Linked DNA regions of Mus musculus: all the other regions are linked to region 1. Evidence: chromatin contacts called from public HiChIP or PLAC-seq and promoter capture Hi-C data. All regions are on one chromosome and are shown on one strand. Each heading gives the region's core, a stretch centred on a gene start, on an enhancer-like site or on the middle of the called end of the contact. The rest is flanking DNA. Distances are from core to core; before and after follow the strand shown.

The links. Promoter capture Hi-C pulls out the DNA fragments that hold promoters and counts their contacts. HiChIP or PLAC-seq counts read pairs in DNA pulled down with a chosen protein or histone mark.
Region 2: a FOXA1 HiChIP or PLAC-seq map of pancreatic cancer cells shows a contact between it and region 1. The contact joins the promoter of Smg6 here to the promoter of Ncbp3 in region 1. A contact is called at or near these places in 5 of 39 promoter capture datasets (the HPC-7 cell line, cranial neural crest, embryonic stem cells and 2 more) and 3 of 115 datasets of contacts at active chromatin or transcription factors (embryonic forebrain, large pre-B cells and pancreatic cancer cells).
Region 3: a promoter capture Hi-C map of liver shows a contact between it and region 1, with 2.9 times the contacts expected there. The contact joins the promoter of Sgsm2 here to the promoter of Ncbp3 in region 1. A contact is called at or near these places in 12 of 39 promoter capture datasets (3T3-L1-derived adipocytes, the C10 cell line, the HPC-7 cell line and 7 more), 3 of 115 datasets of contacts at active chromatin or transcription factors (astrocytes, embryonic forebrain and stem cell-derived neural progenitor cells) and 2 of 9 other capture datasets (adipose tissue and embryonic stem cells).
Region 4: a contact with region 1 is called in a promoter capture Hi-C map of hippocampal neurons, with 9 times the contacts expected there. The contact joins the promoter of Mnt here to the promoter of Ncbp3 in region 1. A contact is called at or near these places in 10 of 39 promoter capture datasets (the 3T3-L1 cell line, 3T3-L1-derived adipocytes, cranial neural crest and 6 more), 1 of 15 datasets of contacts at CTCF or cohesin (embryonic stem cells), 2 of 484 Hi-C or Micro-C datasets (B cells and embryonic stem cells), 16 of 115 datasets of contacts at active chromatin or transcription factors (astrocytes, bone marrow-derived macrophages, cardiomyocytes and 9 more) and 1 of 9 other capture datasets (liver).
Region 5: a contact with region 1 is called in a promoter capture Hi-C map of liver, with 10 times the contacts expected there. The contact joins the promoter of Mettl16 here to the promoter of Ncbp3 in region 1. A contact is called at or near these places in 8 of 39 promoter capture datasets (cranial neural crest, embryonic stem cells, frontonasal cranial neural crest and 4 more), 5 of 115 datasets of contacts at active chromatin or transcription factors (astrocytes, embryonic forebrain, embryonic stem cells and 2 more) and 1 of 9 other capture datasets (embryonic stem cells).
Region 6: a promoter capture Hi-C map of pre-B cells shows a contact between it and region 1, with 6 times the contacts expected there. The contact joins the promoter of Pafah1b1 here to the promoter of Ncbp3 in region 1. A contact is called at or near these places in 14 of 39 promoter capture datasets (the 3T3-L1 cell line, the C10 cell line, the HPC-7 cell line and 8 more), 1 of 484 Hi-C or Micro-C datasets (B cells), 7 of 115 datasets of contacts at active chromatin or transcription factors (SST interneurons, acute myeloid leukemia, astrocytes and 3 more) and 2 of 9 other capture datasets (adipose tissue and liver).
Region 7: a contact with region 1 is called in a promoter capture Hi-C map of liver, with 4 times the contacts expected there. The contact joins the promoter of Cluh here to the promoter of Ncbp3 in region 1. A contact is called at or near these places in 10 of 39 promoter capture datasets (the 3T3-L1 cell line, 3T3-L1-derived adipocytes, the C10 cell line and 3 more), 9 of 115 datasets of contacts at active chromatin or transcription factors (astrocytes, bone marrow-derived macrophages, embryonic hindbrain and 6 more) and 1 of 9 other capture datasets (adipose tissue).

The regions. Positions count from the first base shown.
Region 1 is chr11:73,046,518-73,049,167 of GRCm38.p6, reverse strand. It overlaps Ncbp3 (nuclear cap binding subunit 3), which reads right to left and starts at 1,301. Exons shown (of 13, transcript NM_025818.3): 1 at 1,086-1,301. The coding sequence starts at 1,268.
Region 2 is chr11:74,924,560-74,927,209 of GRCm38.p6, reverse strand. It overlaps Smg6 (Smg-6 homolog, nonsense mediated mRNA decay factor (C. elegans)), which reads right to left and starts at 1,356. Exons shown (of 19, transcript NM_001002764.2): 1 at 1,207-1,356. The coding sequence starts at 1,294. Srr (serine racemase) reads left to right here and starts at 1,262. Exons shown (of 9, transcript NM_013761.5): 1 at 1,262-1,591.
Region 3 is chr11:74,895,737-74,898,386 of GRCm38.p6, reverse strand. Sgsm2 (small G protein signaling modulator 2) reads left to right here and starts at 1,318. Exons shown (of 23, transcript NM_197943.3): 1 at 1,318-1,562. The coding sequence starts at 1,506. Tsr1 (TSR1 20S rRNA accumulation) reads right to left here and starts at 307. Exons shown (of 15, transcript NM_177325.3): 1 at 172-307; 2 at 1-10. The coding sequence starts at 268.
Region 4 is chr11:74,829,602-74,832,251 of GRCm38.p6, reverse strand. It overlaps Mnt (max binding protein), which reads right to left and starts at 1,328. Exons shown (of 6, transcript NM_010813.3): 1 at 851-1,328. The coding sequence starts at 923.
Region 5 is chr11:74,769,503-74,772,152 of GRCm38.p6, reverse strand. Mettl16 (methyltransferase like 16) reads right to left here and starts at 1,290. Exons shown (of 10, transcript NM_026197.3): 1 at 1,169-1,290.
Region 6 is chr11:74,723,080-74,725,729 of GRCm38.p6, reverse strand. Pafah1b1 (platelet-activating factor acetylhydrolase, isoform 1b, subunit 1) reads left to right here and starts at 1,346. Exons shown (of 11, transcript NM_013625.4): 1 at 1,346-1,731.
Region 7 is chr11:74,648,204-74,650,853 of GRCm38.p6, reverse strand. Cluh (clustered mitochondria (cluA/CLU1) homolog) reads right to left here and starts at 1,350. Exons shown (of 26, transcript NM_001081158.3): 1 at 1,160-1,350. The coding sequence starts at 1,259.

The sequences.
Region 1 (2,650 bases), core at 52-2,551:
CATCCCAACACACACCAACTGCTTCACATCCCTCCTGGCCACTGTGCTTTTTATCCTATTAACAGGGTGTGTGTGTGTGTGTGTGTGTGTGTGTGTGTGTGTGTGTGTGTTTGTTTTTGTAGCACTTAATACAAAAGGGAACTATTTACTTGTCTCCCCTACTAGGGCAACACCAAGAGGGAGTTCGCTCTTAAGCACCTAGGATTACACCAGCACACAGAGAGGTGTGTGATATAAACATGTTAAACTGACTGAATGGATAACACCTGACCTATACACTATCCACTATAACCTATAGATGTTGTCACCAAAGGTATTGTCATTTGTCATCACTACCTTAGCCTTCACTCATAACTTCAAATGTAAAACCAAGCTGCTATCATGTAATTAAAGGAGGGGGCGCAGGGAGTTCACGTTGTATGTGAAAACCGAGCTATCCAGGCCTCAGACCAGCTTTAAGAAGGGGCATGTGACTACCAAACCACAGGCAAAACACTCCTCAGACCCACTGTGGTTAAAGAAAGATCAAATGTCACTGTGTGTCAGAAGCTGGGACCACCGAGAGTAGACGCAGTGAAGGTGCGGGGACGTGAGGACCCTCATCCACAATACCAACACACGAGTGTCTGCTGTTTGACAGGTCTAGCCCTCCCAAGCGAAGAGAGCTGGTTTAAGTGACACCAACTCGGCCGGGGAAGGAGGACCCACCAGGAGACCTGGATGCCGGCGGCACCTAACACTTTCTTTGAGGGCTGATTCAGGTTCTGTTCCCGCCCGCGGCTCCTTTTTATCTCCAACCAAACACAGCTGATTCCGTTCGGGGCCACCGAGGGGCAGCGAGAGGGGTGTCCCCAACTCTCTCCGAGATCCCCCGCCTCTCCAGCGCTCTCTGCACCCATTTCCGGGCGCCCCGGCGTCCTTTCTCTCTGGCGCTCTCCGGGTCATGCGCGGCCCCCGCCTTTCGGCGCTCGCGCCCCTTTCCCGCGTTCCCGGACTTGCGCCAGTGCCGCCGTCCGCCACCTTCCCTGACTCTCCAGGGACACCCGCCCGGCGACCTCCTCAGCCCCCGCCCCTCTCGCCCGTACCGGGAGCAGTTCCTTTAGGGAGCGCCGCACCGGCACGATTTCCAGCTCGCCTTCTTCCACTTCCATGGGCTCCGGCTCGCCACGCTCCAAACCGGACTCCACCTCGGGCGACGGAAGCCCCAAAGCCGGCCCAGCGGGGGCCTCCGCCTTCACAGACACTCGCAGGCCGCGGACGGCCGCCATAGCTGCCAGCCGGCCGCACCACCGAAAGCCCGCCCCTCACTCCCGCCGCCTAGAGCGCCGTCGCCGATGACCACAGAGGAGCACCGCTATCACCTAGAGCGTCGTCTGTTTCTACCAGAAAGCTGTCCTTATCTCTGGCGCCCCCTTGGTGACCTAGGAACCTGGGGCCGGCTTGGGGCGGGACTTCGCGGGGTAGGGGGCGGGACGAAGCAGTGATGGAGGTGGAGCGTCGTCTGAGGTTCCAAAATACCTGCACTTTGAGGACTATACTTCTAAGAACTGCTGAGCGGTTACCGCGATCTATCATCTAGGCAATCTGAGCGTTTACAAAGTTATTTCCGTAGTAAGCTTTGGCTCTGTCAAGTCTTCCAGTAATTGAGCCATATTATGTGGTCAAAATTTTAAACTAGGGCCCAGTGTAGGGGTTACATGCCTATAATCCCAGCAGTCAGGAGTCAGAGGCAGGCACATCTCTAAGTTCCAGGCCATCCAGGGATCCAAGGTAAAACCCTGCCTACATTTAAACTGGAAAGGGATGGTACACGATTGTATTCCCAGCACTTGGGAGATAGAGGCAGGAGGACTAGGGGCTGAAGGTTATCCCCCAATTACACCAAGGGGCAATTGCTAGTTTGAGGCCAGCCTAAACTACAGAAGATCCTATCTTAAAAGGGGAAGAGGGGTGCTTCAAGATCACAGTGACCTACCCAAAGGGCAGAACCAGAGCTTAGACCCATTTTGTCACTTCTGGGAGCTCTACTCATCAGAGACTCACAAGCAAGATTTCCTGCAAATGTTCCTAGTAAGAGTCTGGCTGGGAAAGAGGAAAGGCTTGTTCAGACTTGAAGAAGGGACTTCTTGTCTGTCATGAGTCCTGATTTTGTGTCTCCTCCTGTGTCATATTTAGTTAGCCCTTTCTAGACCTATCTCCCAATCTGAACCAGGAATAGGTAAGACCATATATCTGAGCCCCTAAAAATCTTTTCAGAGAAAGGCAAATCATTCTAAAACAGAAAAAAAAATCACAAGACTCAGATACACTAGGTCACTTTGGGCATGGCACGGAACCTCAGTTCCTTCATCAGAACATAGAACAGTGACACACCTCCACAGAAGAATATAAGGACCGAATGAGCTAGTTATGTGCGGCTGTAAGATCCAAAAGAGGTGATACTGTACATCCAAGCTTTTCTTGAAATGGGTCTGTACCATGGGACAAACAAGATGGAATTCCTTAGAATGGTACCATCAATTGATTGCAATGCAAAGTACAAAATTGGGTTAAAACAATGGATTGTATTTTCTTTTCTCCTGTTCCCCTTCCTTTCTTTCCTTCCGTTTTTCTTTTGCTGTATTAACAATGCAACCCAGAGACTTGAGCA
Region 2 (2,650 bases), core at 107-2,606, 1.9 Mb before region 1:
ATATACAAATGCAAACAAGCTGGTAGCCAAGTATTTATACACCTGCATCTATACCCACTTTTGTTTGGGGGATGGGGTGGGGGCGAAACTAAAATTTTAGGTTTCTGACTTGAAAGTTGGGTATGGTGGCATATGCATATAATTCCAGCACTCTGAAGGCTTCAGTCAGGAAAAGTATCCAAACTCAAGGCCAGGTTGGGTTACACAGTAAATTCAAGGCCAGTATTGGCTACAAGGTGAGACTTTGTCTCAAAAGAAAAACAAACACAAAATAAAAGATACTGCTGCCTTGGCAAAAGTTTAGCTTCTCCACCAAATGTGAACCAAGATAAAGCCGTTTAACCTCAGCACCCTGAGTAAACTTTTAAACTTAGTTTTGGGGCGGAGCCAGGAGAGGTGGTGACTACTATTTTCCAGAGGAGAGAGAGAAAACAGCCTGGTTAATCCAATTCAGTTGGCCAATAAAAACCAACCTCACAAATTCTAGCCACAATCCTAGAGAAGGTATCTTCTGTAACTGTCATCCTAAGCAACACTGGCTAATGAAGGAGACCAGACACCAAAATATTTCTCGCGCTTTTCTGATGCGAATGGAGACTGGCAAATTAAGCATTCTCTCTGATCACAACTGCTCCCACACACGCCAAGACCAAAACAAAACCGAGTCAGCTCTCTGAGGTCCTGGATCCCTCCAGTGGCCTAGCACTAGAAACCAGCCTTGGGGGGTGGGGGGGGGGGGTAAGTTCAGCAAAGGAAGTCCTAGCCTGTTAAGCCTTTCTCCTCAATTTCCCCAGCTCCTCCTCTCCGACGCGGAACGGAGGACTACGGAAAGGTACACATACACAGACTATTCTTTTGGGAACAATACGTCTCGGGGCCTCTACCGGACCCTAGCACCCAAGCCAGTTCGTGTCTCCTCCGGACTGGAACTCAGGCGCTGGCGTGAGAGGGTTAGGGCACCGGAGAACAACCACGGCGCCGCGCCGAGCAAGAGGGCGGAGGCTGAAACTCGCGCTTGGGCTCTGCCCCGAGGGCCCGAGGGAGCGGAGCGACAGCCTCGCTGTCTCCCAGGGGCCGCCGCAGGCCCGGGCGCACTGTTGGGGAAGGGGCGGGGGTTCGGAGCGCCGCGGACGGGGCGGGGAGGAGGCAGAGGAGAGGGAGGCGGGGCGGGCAGGCCCGGCCCAGCAGCTGGGCGGCGCAACTCACCTCTGCTCCCGGCCTGCGGAGCCAGAGTGGCCAGGATCCCTCGCAGTTCCGATGCGGAGATCCGCACACGCTCCAACCCCTCCGCCATCTTCGCGGCGGCTGCTACAGCTGCGGCGACTCGGCCACCGCCGCGCGCAGCCAGGAAACCACGACGGACGGGCGGCGCGCGCTCACCCACTCCCACCCTTTTCCCCGCCCCCCTCCTGCCTGCCCTCCCCAAACGACGGTGGCCGCACTGGGAGCAAAAGCATTCAGCACGTTCAACTAGGGCCTTGCCGGAGCGGGCGAATCGGCCGCGGAGACGGCGTGTGCGCGTGCGCAGAGGTGTAAAGCTAGGACGGTCCGCCGAGGCTCGGAGGTGGAGGCGCAGCGCTCTGGAGGCGAGGTGAGGCGCAGCCAGGTGTGACTCGCCCATGTCAGGTGGGCATTCGGGTCTAGGGATGCCAGTATTGCTGCGGTGACCACCGAGGACACTGCTTTTGATCTGGGGCTCGGATTGACGGAGACATCCTACAACCCGGCCTCCTCCGATCATTTTAGGCCGAAGTCTCCTTACCGTAGGCCTGGATTGTGGAGTTTAAATATCTTTTATTATTATCCCCATTACTGGTAAACGGAATCTCAGAGAGTGGAAGAAGTAAATTGCTCCGTGTATCGTTTGATTGTACCAGAGTACTAAAGTCTATGACAGTTCATCCCTAAGACTTGCTGGAGGTCGTTGTGTGGAGGTAAAAAAAGAAGGAAATTATTCGATCTGGGAATTACTGTTAGCATTGAGAATTTTTTAAAATTACTTTTTTAGTACTCAAGTCAATTCTCCCATCTTTACATCTTTAAATTTTTACTGATGCTGGTAAAAATAGCTCATTCTTATATTCACGGTACTTCAAAGGCTGTGGTGGGAGCATTGCAAGTTCAAGCCTGGGCAACATAGCACATTTGAGGCTAATCAAGGCAACATATTAGAAGACCTTGTCCCCCAAAAAGGAAGCAAAAAGTTAATTAGACTAGAAGATGGGTACTTTAAGCTCATTGACCATTAACTCCTATTAGAAACGGTGGGGTGGAGAAACTTCCTATCCAAAGACTGCCTTTCTCCAGTCTTTCCTTCTTCCCTGTCTCACACAGTCATTGACCCTTTAGACCTCAAAAAGTAATAACCAGTTATGCCTTGATCATAGTATAAAATATTTGATAGTACTCATACAGTTCCTGTTATGTGACAGATATTTCACCATCAAAAGAGAAAAATGCCGGGCGCACGCCTTTAATCCCGCACTGGGGGAGGAGGGGCCGGCAGAGGCAGGCGGATTTCTGAGTTCGAGGCCATCCTGGTCTACAAAGTGAGTTCCAGGACAGCCAGGGCTATACAGAAAAACCCTGTCTCGAAAAACCAAAAAAGAGAGAGAGAGAGAGAGAGAAAGACAATGACTGAGAAATAGTC
Region 3 (2,650 bases), core at 69-2,568, 1.8 Mb before region 1:
CCTACCCGGCCTGGAAGGCAGATCGGAAGTGGCTGCTCTTCTCCTCTCAGTCAAATCAACCAACAAGAACCTTCCTGCGCCGCTTAAGAGCCTTGGGCAAGGGTCCCAAGTCTAGTCTCGGTGTGGGCACGGGTACCGGCTAAGCAGCCCCTCTCCCTCCTGTCTACTCACCTTTGCTGTCCCGTTGTGCGGACCCACCGCCGTGATGCCGCCCGCCTTTATGAGCTTTATTCTGCTGCTTCAGCGGCCCGGAGCGGTGAGCCGCCATTCTGCAGTCCACGTGTGCACCAAGTGAACTCTACTTCCGGGCGGACCCGAGCGTTTCCGGCCCTGGGGACGGACTTCAGGCTTAGCACTTCCGCGACCTCTCGCGAGGTTTTTTGCCGCCAGCCTGCAAGCGCAGCGCCCTGAGTGTCCGCAGAGACGTCGTGGTGCCTTTTCCCACGCTGCAGTCCTCTGCTGAGAGATGGAGGATGCCGGCAGGAGTCTCCCGGCTCCGGCTCTGGATTAGGAGGTCAATTTTGCGCCCATCTTTCCATTTTTGCACGCTTCAGTTGCATCACGTGGGAAGAAATAAAAGTCTTTTCACGTAGACTATTGCACGCCGCTCTCTGCGGTCCCAGTGAACTGTACAAAGGGGTGACATTTGTACCTGAGTGGCCTTTCCTTTCCTCTATTACTCTAATTTCCAACGCGAAGCACTTAGAAGGGGCTCGTGTCACCGGCTCTGGAATGTCTCTTATTCCAACTCGCGCCCCCCTCTTCCCACAAATCTGCAAGATGAACCAAAGCGGATGTCGGCGACCCGGAGGAGGGCGAAGACTTCCCCTTGCGCTCGGGCACCTGTTCTTAGGAGCTCACAGTCGGGTCCTTGCTTTCCTCCTGCAAGCTTTGCGACTGAGCTGCAAGTAATATATGAACACTCCACAGGATCCGGAGGAGTGACAGGACCAGGTTCGAACCACAGTGACGCAGAGCCGAGACCCTGGCTCCGTATAGCTCCTCTCCCAGGGGCCAGAAGTCGGGAGCGGTCACGGTGGTTGAGGTTTGCCCAGACACAAGCACATTCCCAAAGTCCGCCCGCTGCGCGGCGCAGGCCGGAGCGGCTGACTTCCCAGCGCTCACAATGCGGGTTCGCGCCCTCGGGGCGGGAGCCGGCCAGTCGCCATGACAACCGTCCCTGCGGCGCGCGCCCGGCCCCGACGCCCCCAGGCGTCCGCACCCGCCCTTGACCCCCCCCCCCACCTCCCCAGTTGCGGCGCACACACCCCCTCCCTGCCGGCAGTGGGAAGGGGCCGGGCCTGCTGCCTGACGTCTGCGGGGCTCGGAAGATGGCTGCGGAGCTGAGCACCGGGCAGTGGCTGCGGCGGCTGCAGGCGGGGAGCGCAGCGGGCGGGGACTCCGCCTCGCGTGTGGGGCGCTGAGTCGGGAGGCGCGGAGGCGGTGAGGGCGCACCGGGGGCTCGGGGGGCCACTCGGTGCCACCTGCCCGCCACCTGCCGCACCATGGGCAGCGCAGAGGACGCGGTCAAAGAAAAGCTGCTGTGGAACGTGAAGAAGGAGGTACGGTCCGGGGCAAGGTCTCAAGGGGCTCGCACCCCTCCCGCGCTGGCTCGGGAGCAGAGAGGTGGAGGCACCCACGCGCGCGGCTGCCAGCCCACCGTGCCAGGCGGGGGCGGGGTCCTGGGCGGGCCGCGCCCCACGCCCCTCTCTGCATGTCCCGGGCAGCGCCCTCGGCCAGGGTCAGGCTTGCGCCCTGGGGCTTGTTTGCTCCACGGTGCTCCCGTTCCCCGCCCAGTGACGGCAGCAGCGCGGGGAGACCGCGATCGGGGGAGGGGTGGCGGCGATTGCTGGAGAACCCGAGTTGCCCATTCATTGCGGGTACTGCCCGGGGAGGGGGCGGGGTCCCCACGGGCCTCCTGGAGGCTGCGAGCCACAGTTCCAGGGGCTTCGCCCTCGGGTGTCCAACACACCGCCCTCTTGTGTTCCCCTGGCAAGTGAGTCGTGGCTAGCAGAGGGTTCGCTGCACACCTCACCGTTTCTCCCTCCACGCCCACCTCCTTACCCAGGAACTCGGGTATTTTTAAGAATGGTTTTTAAGACTCAGATTATTTTTGCCCTTTTGAGGGAAATCCTTCAGAAACAAGAGTTTCTCTCCACTAATTCCCTTTACCTTGACGCTGCTTAGAAGCTCATTTCAATTTCGGGGGTTGGGAGGGGGGGGCTGCTCATACGAATGACTCACCAGCTTGTGAAAGAGCCTGCAGTGTAGATGAGATGAGTGAGGCCTCCCTCCTCAGCCTGCCTCTCTAGCTGGGTCTACCAGGTGTGAACTATGGAAGGCAAAAACAAAACAAAACAAAACAAAAAACCTGTCTGCTTGTTCACTGTTTTGTTTCCAGAGCCTGGCACACTGGTAGGCACTCTAATAAATATAGCTGCTGATCCTGGAAACTGAGGTTTGGTGAGATAGTCTTGAGTTGTCCAGACTTACTTGAGCTTTACTTGTGAACTTGAGTAAAGTTACTTAAACTCAAGTCTTGGTTTCCTAGTTTCTTTTTAAAATAGGATAATACTGTTTCTCTCACATACATAAATGTATCATATTTTTTCATGCACCCTTGGAGTTTGACGGTGGTTTGAGAAGACTC
Region 4 (2,650 bases), core at 79-2,578, 1.8 Mb before region 1:
GGGACGCAGGCACACGCAACATTCCAGCCAAGAGCGGGTTTGAAACGCGCAGACACGCCACATTCCACACCGGCTAAAGCAGGGCAAGGCAGGGGGGCCTAGGGCTGCCCCCAGCGACCCGCGGGACACTCACATGCACCCAATCAGCGCAGCTCTCAGCCAAAGCTAGACGTGCGACCCAGCCCAGCTCTGGGAGGCGGGGTCAGGCGGGGCTGGCCAGGATCATAAGACACGCGATGTCATTTCATTCTGCAAAGGCCGCCTCCGCCCCAAGCAGCGCGTAGATCTGCCGGGAGCGCTCCCCGCACCCTCCAGCCCAGGCCAGGGAATCCGAAGAGCAGCTCGGCGTAGAGTATTCCCCACCCCCACTCAGTTACGCACACGCCCACTCGTGTGCTGTACAAACACACCCGTGTACAGGTCCGTTCATCCGCTCTTCCCCGGTTCCCATCACACATCATCTTGGTGCTCACACGCAAGCACACGCGGGTCTGCCACCCCCACACATCAACATCCCTCTCCCCATCCCCCGGTTCACACATCCTCAATGGTAGCGAGGGCGCCGCCCGCCCACAACTAAGGGGCCCCCCACTGAAGGTGTACGGGGGTGCCAGTCAGCTAGGGTGGTACCCGCAGAAACTGGGTCCTTCTTTGCATGTTAATGAATTCATTAATTATTTTCAACGTTCGCATCACTCCTCCCGGACGGCAGCTCTTGCGGGGAGTTTGTGCCCGGCTTTTTAGGTCGCGCCATAGAGGGGCCTCCCTGCGATTTCCAGTGGGTTCAGGGATCGGGGTCACTGGCCTCCCCTTCTGCCCAGTGCCCCAGGGGCCCAGCCGGGCCGCTCACCACGTGCTCTCTGTTGTTGCTGCGCTTGCCATTCCAGGAAGCGGGCCGCCTCCAGTAGCGTCTCTATGCTCATCGCGGCGAGAGCAGCCGGGGGCGCGCCGGGGCCGAGGCTGCGGCCCGCGAGCCAAGCACAGGTCAGGCTGGCGGGCCGGCAGGAGGGAGGGATCACCTCCGGGGGGCGACAGGGCTGGGCGGCGCAGCGCACTCCTCAGAAAAGAACGGGGGAGCACGGGGAGAAAAATCAATGTCTCCCAAAATATTTGCAAAATAAAAATTTGCAAATTAAAAAAATTTTGATGCAAAAAATAAAAAAGGCGGCACTGCCTTCTTCCTTCCTTCTTCCTCTTCCTCCCTTCCGATGCCTCCCGCCCCGCGGCCCCCGGAGTCCCGCCGACAAGAAAGGGCTTTGCAACAAGATGGCGAGGAGGCACCGACACACACAACAAGGGAAGGAGCCGCGCTGCCCCCGGCCGCCGCCCCCGCTACTACACCGGGGCCGCAGCCAAAGCCCGGACCGGAGCCCCCGCCCGCAGGGCCGCGGCGTCTCACTGAGGGCGGGGCCGCGCCAGGGATGGCCCCGCCCACCGCGCGCGCACACGTGGCTTGGGTGGGGGTGAGAAGATGGAACCAGGCTTCCTCGCTGTTTCCGCTTTCCCTACTTGCCCCTCCTCTCCGTGGCCAGCCACAAGTTAAACGGGGTTTGCGTGCTTAGGGCATTCACGGCGGGATCTGCCTTGCTGAGAGAATGGGAAGCCCAAGGCTTCGGTTAGCTGAGACAGCGGTGACACAGGTCAGGGAGACCTATAGTCTGACCCCTAGGTCTCTTCGCCCCACGTAGACACGACCTAAATCCCGCAGCCGTCCGGTCTGTCGCAATTCCCCCCGGGATCCGCCCCTGGGCGGAGCTGACAGCAGGCTGCTAGAGTCCTGACAGAGGGACGGGAGAGCTGATCCCGTTCCGGATTTTGTCTCTGTTCCTCCCCCCGCAGTGCGTTCGCATCCTATTAGGCTACATCACCAGGCCGCCCGCCAATGGGCGGGCAGGACAACACGGCATGGAGCAGCTCCACATGGACACCCCGCGCCGCCAGCCTTCGGTTTAAAGGGACAGTGTCTACAGGGTCGTATTAGCGGGTGCGGATAGGGCCACCGGGTGACGGAAGGGTGAGACACCTACAGGGGAATTCCGCAGTCCATCCCCTGCTTTACATTACCCTCCCATTCAAAACCAGGGCTTACTTCCCTTCTCCTAAATTCTTTGTCCACCGGTTTCTGATATGGGTGGGGACTAAAAGTGTGCCACTCTAGAGGGCACCTCGTTGTTGGGCCCCGGCACCAGTAATCAAAAGGAGAAGCGTCCAAAGCCCAGGCCGAGGAGGCGTGGCCTAAATCAGGAACAACAACGTGGAGGGCGGAAGCCGCGCGCTACCCTAGCGGCCCGCTGGGCGCGGGGCGGGGTCGCTCACTGTGTTGGGTTGGAACCGCGCACTCTCCTAAGCTCGCCAGTCAGTCTTTATCTTGGCTGCAGGGCTTAGGACTGTCCCTAGGTACAGTCAGAAAGATCTTTGAAGTCAGCTTGCCCAAATCATTGCACTTTGCAGGTAAGAAAACTGAGGCCCAAGTGAAGGGACTACTCCAACTGCTCCTTGTTCATTGAGCAACTCGTAGTCTAGTCAGACCTCTCTCAACCGCCAGCTGCCTCTTACCACCTCGGGTCCTCGCAAAAGTGAAGAACTATCAAACTGCAGTTCAGGAAGGGGGCTGAGCACTTACATCTTCTTGATTAGGACAACAAAAATA
Region 5 (2,650 bases), core at 41-2,540, 1.7 Mb before region 1:
ACCTCAGGAAGAAGAGTCAGTGCTCTTAACCACTGAGCCATCTCTCCAGCCTCCCGCCCACCTTCTGTCTTTGAAATTTACTCACTTGGCATTCCCCACACATTTGCTTTAATTAAAAAAAAAACCTTCCCTACCAGTAAACTTCATGAGGGAACATATTTGTTCCCTGCTGTACCCCAATACTCAAAATAGGGCCTGTAAGGGGAGGCACTCAACTGTTGGTTGACTGGGAAGAATATGAAGTCACCAGGAGATCTAGCTCCGAGTGACAGAGCATGTGTCTAGCACGTGCAAGGCCTGGGCTCAGTCATCAACACCAAAGAAAATAAAGGAAATAACTATGAAATACTTTCCATCTGTGTGAGACACACACAGCATTCTCTTTCTGAATGGGCAGCCCAGTTGAGTCTCAACAATAACAAAAAAAGGCTCATCGGAGCGAGTCCAAAACCCAAAAGACCTCTAGGCCAGCCTTCTTTCCTCTTTAAAACTTCATGTTTCCTGGGTTTCTCTTGGCCTTTATCTCTTCACACATCATTTCTTCTAAAACTGAAGCTTATAGGATACTCTAAATTTGGCTTTTATGATGTCAAACTATGGAGGCAATAGAGACAGACCAGCGTTCAAGAGCACCAGCTGGTCTTCCAAAGGACCAGGGCTCGATTCCCAGCACCCGTATGGCTGCTCACCTAGTGCCATGACACAACCCTCTTCTGGCCTCTGCCTGCACTGTGCACGTGCTGCACAGACGTCCAGGCTGGCAAAACACCTACACCTACAAACTGTTTTGTGGGTTTGTTTTTTTTAAGTTTTTAGGAGGAACAGAAAACTCAACAGATGTCTCCCACCTAGACCCCAACACTTCCGTTTTCTCTTCACGCCCCCACCTCACAAACTTGACTTCTCCTCCGCCACTTCCCCGGCTCATCCACACCTTCTTCCCCTGGGTTTCAGCGCTCTCTAAGCATTGGCCTAGGCGAGGGACGAGGCCATCTCTCCTCCAGCTCCTCCCACCTACCGCCGGCCTTCGCGCACACCCGCCCGGGTCCCCGGCTTCTGACCCAGCGGTAAGCCCCCAAGGATCCGAGAACCGGAGGAGAAAAGCAGGTGAGCCGCTTCTTAGGCGATCCTTGTGCGCAACCGGATAAGAGATTTTTGAACCACGCACCTCGCAGGCCAATGGAGCAGGCGGACGGAGTGCGGACAGGCCCGCAATCACCAAGCCCACACCACTCACACAGCCAAGCTCCTGGAAACGCAGATGCTACGCTCCAAGCGCGCCGCCATCTTGCGCAGCCAATCCGCGCCGTGACTGGACAGACTACTCTCGCGAGACTTTTGACTTAGCCTAAAGAAAGAAGGAACTATCGCGATACTTGGAGACGGCGGTGAGTTTTCACCCAGGTTTGGGGGTGTGGTCGGCCGGGAGTCTTCTTAGGTTAGCGGATGGAGAAGACCTCACTAGTCCGCTGGCATGCAGCTATGTGATGGAGCCCGGCCAGGAACTTGGAACTACCCTCCTCCCCTGGCCTTTCTGGGTGCTGGGATTACAGGGATGGGCTACCCCACCAAGTTGTAAACGTTTGTTTTCCTTTGTTTTGAATGTAGCTTTCTTCAGCTCTCCCCAGCCTTACTAAATAGTACTAAATCTAGTCTTGGACAGGAAATAGGAAGGCTAGATGGGTTTGATGGCAATTAACACTTAAGTGCACAGCAAATCTGTGTGATGACACAGTAGTTACAGATAAACCTGTGAGATGGGTAAATAACTGGTACTTAGAAACTGTTTTGGGTGGGATAGGGGACGGGGAAATGGCTACCCTAACAAAAGACCCAGGTTCGAGTCCCAGCCCCAATATGGTGACTCGAAACCAGCTGTAACTCTAGTCCCTAAGTGCCCTCTGGAAGGCACACGTGCACGTGGTGCACAAACATGGAGGCAAACAGCCATACACATAAAGGTAAACCTCTTTTTAAATTCTATTTTTTTTTTTTAAAGAAACTGATTTGGCTAAAAAAAGCATTGAATCTGGACTCACGAAGCAAAAGGATAAAATCCTGGCGTGCGTTTGTTTGTTTGTTTGTTTGCTCGAGACAGGGTTTCTCTGTGTAGCCCTGGCTGTCCTGGCACTCACTTTGTAGACCAGGCTGGCCTTGAACTCAGAAATCTGAACTCAGAAATGCCTCTGCCTCCCCACCAATAGGCATTTCGTTGTCAGTTTTGTACGATGTTCTGTTCCAGATTGGCCAAAGGGTGTTTTCAGATTGTCTGTGTCAGTCACCTGGAATTCCTGGAACAGTAGGACTGATCAAGAAATACTTTTATAGAGCAATGCTAGGCCTCAAAGGACGGGAATGCCTCCTCTGTACTCACTGAGGGCAATTACCTGCATAGACGAAGCTATGTGCTGCAGAAGGAACAGTTGTCTTCAGGGAGCCCAGTTGCTTCCCTCCACCTTGCAGACCAAGCAGAACAGGACCAAGACCACACTGACCTTGGCTACTTTATTAGCTATGCTAATACCCCCCCAATTGCCCTACCCCCAATTTTTCCTTCATTTAACCCTAAGTATGGTGTTATAGGCCTGTAAATCCAAGCATTTGGGATATTGAAGCTGGAGTATGAGTTCATCCTATACTGTCTATCAAG
Region 6 (2,650 bases), core at 97-2,596, 1.7 Mb before region 1:
TCCTGGAATTCACTGGGTAGAGAAGGCTCTTGAACTTGGAAAGATCCACCTGTCTCTGCCTCCAAAGTGCTGATATTAAAACACCATGTCCAGCTTTAAATCATTATTTTAAGATAGGGTCTTACTATATACACCATGCTGGCTTCAAACTCGTGGCAAGTCTCCTGCCTCCGTCTCCTCAGTGTTAGCATTACAGATGTGAGTCACCCTAGCTTGTTTATTACTATCATCATTGTTTTTTGTTTTTTATAAAAAGGATGCTCCTGAGGCTTGCAGAGAACTTCTGGGCTCTTGCTGGTCTCCTGCCTCCTGAGTAGCTTGGGCTACGTGCCATGTGCCACTTTGTTTGGCTACTGGGTTTATTTTATACTGATACTGAGGCCAAAAAGAGATATGATAATTTAGTCAAGGTCACATTCCCAGTGGTGACACCAGGATTCATACTGGAGACATTAACTCTGCAGCTTCCCAAGTGATTTTTACAGTATTTACCTTCATCGAGGGACGCAATAGAATCAGTTAAGCCTCAGTGCTGGAAAACACAAGTGGATAATGAAGTAATCTCATTCAATACTTAAATATCCTATATTGAATAATTCAGAGCCCCAAACCTTCCCTTTCAAAAATCAAGTGTCTCTTTGTGGAATAAATTGACATCAAATCCCCCCAGATTTGTCATCAATATACAATTCATAATATAATAAAACACAGACATGTCTTGTAGAGAATAAAGTTCCAGGTCTTTCTGTGGATTTCAGTTTCCAGAATCTCTGATGAATACATGTGACTAAGGAAAAGAATAGCTGAATCACATCTACAGGCGATTCCTTCCGATTAAAAATCTGTACCAGAAAGGAACACAAGGCAATCCATCTGCCTTTTAACCTCAACAGCTCTTCTGCCCAAGCCCACCAATTTACTTTGGTCCTTTTGGGTGGGTGGGTAGGTGGGGGATGGGGAATAATCCCACAGGCTAAGGCAGAAAGGAAGCATCCTGGCTTGGCTCCTGCTCTAGCCAGCAGGGGCCGAAATGCCAGTGCACCGGGTACCCGCGGTCCGCCGGGACAGCGCAGTGACCGCTGAGGCAGAGCAAGAGTCGTGATGGACGCCAGCCGTCAGGCAGTTTAGAGCAAAAGGGAAGCTTCCCAAGGGATCAGGGGGCAGAAGCGAGAAAAGCCGCGGACGGGACGCAAGCTCGCCGGTCGGCTCGGGTACAGCCGCCAGCTCACCCTGCGGAAGGGCGCGCGGCCCAGGCCCAGGCCCAGGCCCAGGCCCGGCCCGCGCATGCGCCGCGGGCCCTCCGCTCCCCTCCCTCTTCCTGGCGGGTCTGGGGCGGCGGCGGCGCGGTGACGTCAGGGCGTTGGGGCAGCTCCTGTGACAGACGGAGCTGGAGCGGCGGGGCGGCGGCGGAGTCCGGCGGCCGAGATAGCGAGTGAGGGAGCGAAGGAGCAGCGAGCCGAGAGTCCAGGGAGCGAGGAGGACCCGGAGGGGAGCGCTCAGGCGCGAGCGAGAGGACGAGCGAACGCTGGGCTAGGGCTCGAGCCCCGGAACGGCCGAGGAGCCCGCCCGCGGCCCTCCCCTCCCCCTCCCCGGGACCGGGCCCAGCGCGCCATCCTCCCCCTCCCTCCCTCCCTCCCTCCTTCCTCCCTTCCCTCTCCCTCCCCCTCCCCCGCTGGTGGATGGGAGTGAAGGACGGAAGAGGCCCTGCGGAGGCGGTGGTGCAGCGCTCCGGTAAGGCGGCGACGCTCTGCGCCCTCCCCTCTGTCTCTTCCATCGCGCTCGGGTGGCTGCGGGCCGGGCCGGCGGCCTGACGATGTGGCTGCGCCGGTCCCCTCCCTCCCATTCTCCCCTCCCCCTGCCGCCGCTGCCTCCTCCTTCTTCTTCTCCTCTCCTCGCTCTCAAAATGGCGGCCGCGACGGCCGTTGAGTGAGAGGCACCGAGGAGGGGGCCCTGGCCTGGGAGGGCGCTGCCCTGGCTCCGGTTCCTCCGACCCTGGCAGTGGGCTACTCAGGCTGCTGAGGGTTCAAGCCGTGGCCTCTCGGGCGGCATCGCCCTCCTGCCGCCGTGACTTAGCAAGAAAAGTATTCTTGGGTGGGAAGGGCGTGGATAGCAGGTCGCTCTCTGATCTTGGGGAAAGGGCTCAGCCCTCCTGGGCCGCGGAAGCGAACCCGCAGTCCCCACCCCTCCTTGGCTGGCGACTCGCCGCCGGGGCTCCAGCAGCTACCAGGCCTTCCAGGCGTCGGGTTCTCCGCTTGTCCTTAGGTTGAGGGTGGACCCGGGGAGGATGGCCCGCCGCTCAGGCCCTCGGCCCCCCGGTGCGGTGGTGGTCCAGCCTCTGCATTCAGTAAAGATCTGCAGCATCCACCCACCGAATCGGGCAGGATTTTCCTTTTTGCTACTGACTCCTCGCACGGGAGTTGTCTTTTGACGTTGCTAACACTGAGCTCCCAGGTTCTCGATCATTCCCTTCATCCCATCTCTCCACTCCATTAGGAAACGCTGTGACTATTTACCCTCTCTAGCCTCCCAGGTGAGAAAATGTTTTTTTGAGACGGTGGGCTGATTTCGTCTCCCAAGAGGAAAGAATTTCAGTCTTGAGATAGGAGAAAGCAAGGTGCCTGGCTTTATTTGTTATCCTGCCTGCTTTTTC
Region 7 (2,650 bases), core at 101-2,600, 1.6 Mb before region 1:
GGGTACAACTCAGGCCTTGTCTTGGGCAAGGTAAGTCCACTGTGATGGATAACAGTCTAGCAAGTGCTAGGCCCATTAGGGCCATCCTTACTCCCGTGTTAGCCTTAGTCTGCTCACCGGAGCTGGGAAGAATAAGGAGATGAGCTGAGGAAAAGAGAGATAAAGAGGGTCTGCACTCACTGGCATCCTGGGTAGAAAGGACCAGGCTGGCTCTGAGGAAAAGTGAGGAGGCCCTAGGAAGGGGTTTCCAGTTTCAAGGCTGGAGCCTGAGACTTGGTAAAAAACTAACAGAAAGGGCACAGGCTAAGTACAAGAGAAGTAGGCCCCACCCCTAGACAAGCCTCTGCCACTCCCAAAGCCACCACCACACAGCCCCCACGGGGGAGAGCTGGGCGCTCCACTCCACACTAATGACCTTTGCCTTAAAAAAACAGCAGCTCTAGTCTGACCCACTTTTCGCAATAAGGCAGGTTAATGATCAAGTTCAGGCACAAACACCTCCCCCTGACAAACAGCTAGGCTTTGCCCACACACAGGCAGGACCCCAAACCCCTGATCAAGTGGAGGCCAGTAACTAAAAGAATTGAGACCACAGCCTGATGACTTGGGGTTAAGCCCTTGTCTCTAAGAATGTACCAGAGACAACCCACCCCAATAACACACACACACACACACCCCAACTTGCGCTCTTCCCATAGTCCAAGTTTGGGCAGCTCCAAACTGAGCCTCACTCACAGTGCTGCAGCTCTGCCGCACAGGAACGTCTAGGACAAGAGAACCAGAAGGTGGCAGGGCCGCAAGTGTCACTGCCCCCAGCCCCAAGAGCTCCCCAAGCAGGGGCGCGGAGGGGGTGGGGCCGCCGATTCCATCGGTCTGCGGCGGCGGCGCACCCTGAAACCAAACCGCGTGTGCGCGCACGTGTCCCCGCGATCTTGCGCGAGTGTGTCCGCCGTGGATGCCCTTCCACGGTCCCCACGTGCGAAGTCCAGGCCGTAGCCGGGGGTGCCACTGAAGGTGACCTTCAGGGCGGGGGCGGCCCAGTGCACCGCCCACACTGACGCGGAGGGAAGACGGTTGTTCCCACCGAGTCCCGAGCCCTCCGGCCGGACTCGGCCCGGGCTCTAGCCCAGCTGTCCCTGCCCCCGGCCCACTCACTCACCAGCCGCGTTCGGCCGCCCCTTGCCGCCGGCCTGCGAGCCGTGCTCCCGGGCGCTGTCGGCCGGGGCGGCCGCCGGCAACTCGTCCGTCTTGATGACCATGGCGGGAGCAGGCGTCCGGCTCGCCTGTCCGCGCCGCACGCCGCGCCACTAACCCAAGTGCCCTGCGCGCCACGGCCGCTGCGGGAAGGACGGAGTCACCGGCCCACGTGGTGCGCGCTTTAGCCTTTGACCCCGCCGCCGCTCCCCTACCCCGCCCTCGCGCCCGGCCTGCCCACGGCAGACGACGAGGGACAAAACACCGAGCACTCCGTAGTCAGTTCACAGATTCAGTGACTCTTTCAAAGCCTTAAAGGCAACGCGTCCGGGCTCAAAGGGGAGAGGCCTCGGCCCCCTGGTGAGGCGGGGCTTCCGGGAGACGTTTCCTAGGTTCGCCGCCCGTTGGGCGGGCGCCGTGACCTTGGGTGGAGACTTGTCTAGGACTGCCTTCGCTCCCTATTCCCCCTCCCCCAATGACCCTCTGCTTCTTATTGAGCATCTGCCAAAAGACCGCGTCGTTCTAAAGCAGCTTTGTTATCACGACCCTCTGTATCCTCCTCACCGAGTGGGCTCTTTCCTACTGAAGGGAAGGGTCTAGAGTGTATTTGGATTATTGAGGAAGATCGCTTCTAGGCCTTTTGGCTAAGATCAAGTGTGGATTATTGAGGAAGGTGTGCAGGTTGCAAATATGCATAAAGTGTCAGAAACAGACTATGAAAACTTGGACTCAGCACCATGGGCTCCTCCCCTATCTGTGTAAAACACACACACACTCACTCACTTCCAGGCCACTATCTTGGTTTACAGTGAAGGACAATGAGGGCCAAAGTCACAGAACAAGTTCAGATTTAGACCAATAAATAGATCCTTACTATAGTTGTTATCTATTTTTCAGTTCTTTTGGTTGGGTGGGGAATAAGGAGTGAGGTCCATGATTGCTGGGGGAGGGGGGGTACTTTTCTTGTGTGTGCCCTACTGAGTATTAAATTCAGGACCTCTGGCATGGTAAAGGTGTCTACTGCTGAGAGACAACCCTAGTCTCAGGTGATATTGAAACCAGGTCTATCCAGACAGTTATGTTCAGGCAGAGAGGGGACAGGGTAAGCCTTCCATGCACAGGTGGAAAAGCCCTTTGTGAAACACTAAACACAGTCTTTACACTTGCTAGGATTTAATGGACCCTGGCAATCTGAGGCTGAGATGGGAGCGGTCTACATACACCCTTGTATACATTGCAAAGGAAAGTTAAATCTGCTTTCCTTTTAGAGATCTAGTGTGACCACAAGGGCCTGCAATCCCAGTTCTTGATAGGTAAAGGCTGGAGGACCTGAATTTGGAGACCAGCTTGGGCTACATAGTAACACACTGTCAGAATAGAATACATAGGAAGTTCAGTTTGCCCCTAGAGCACATGTGATGATGAGAACTGAAGCCAAAAGAAGAAGGAACCCTCC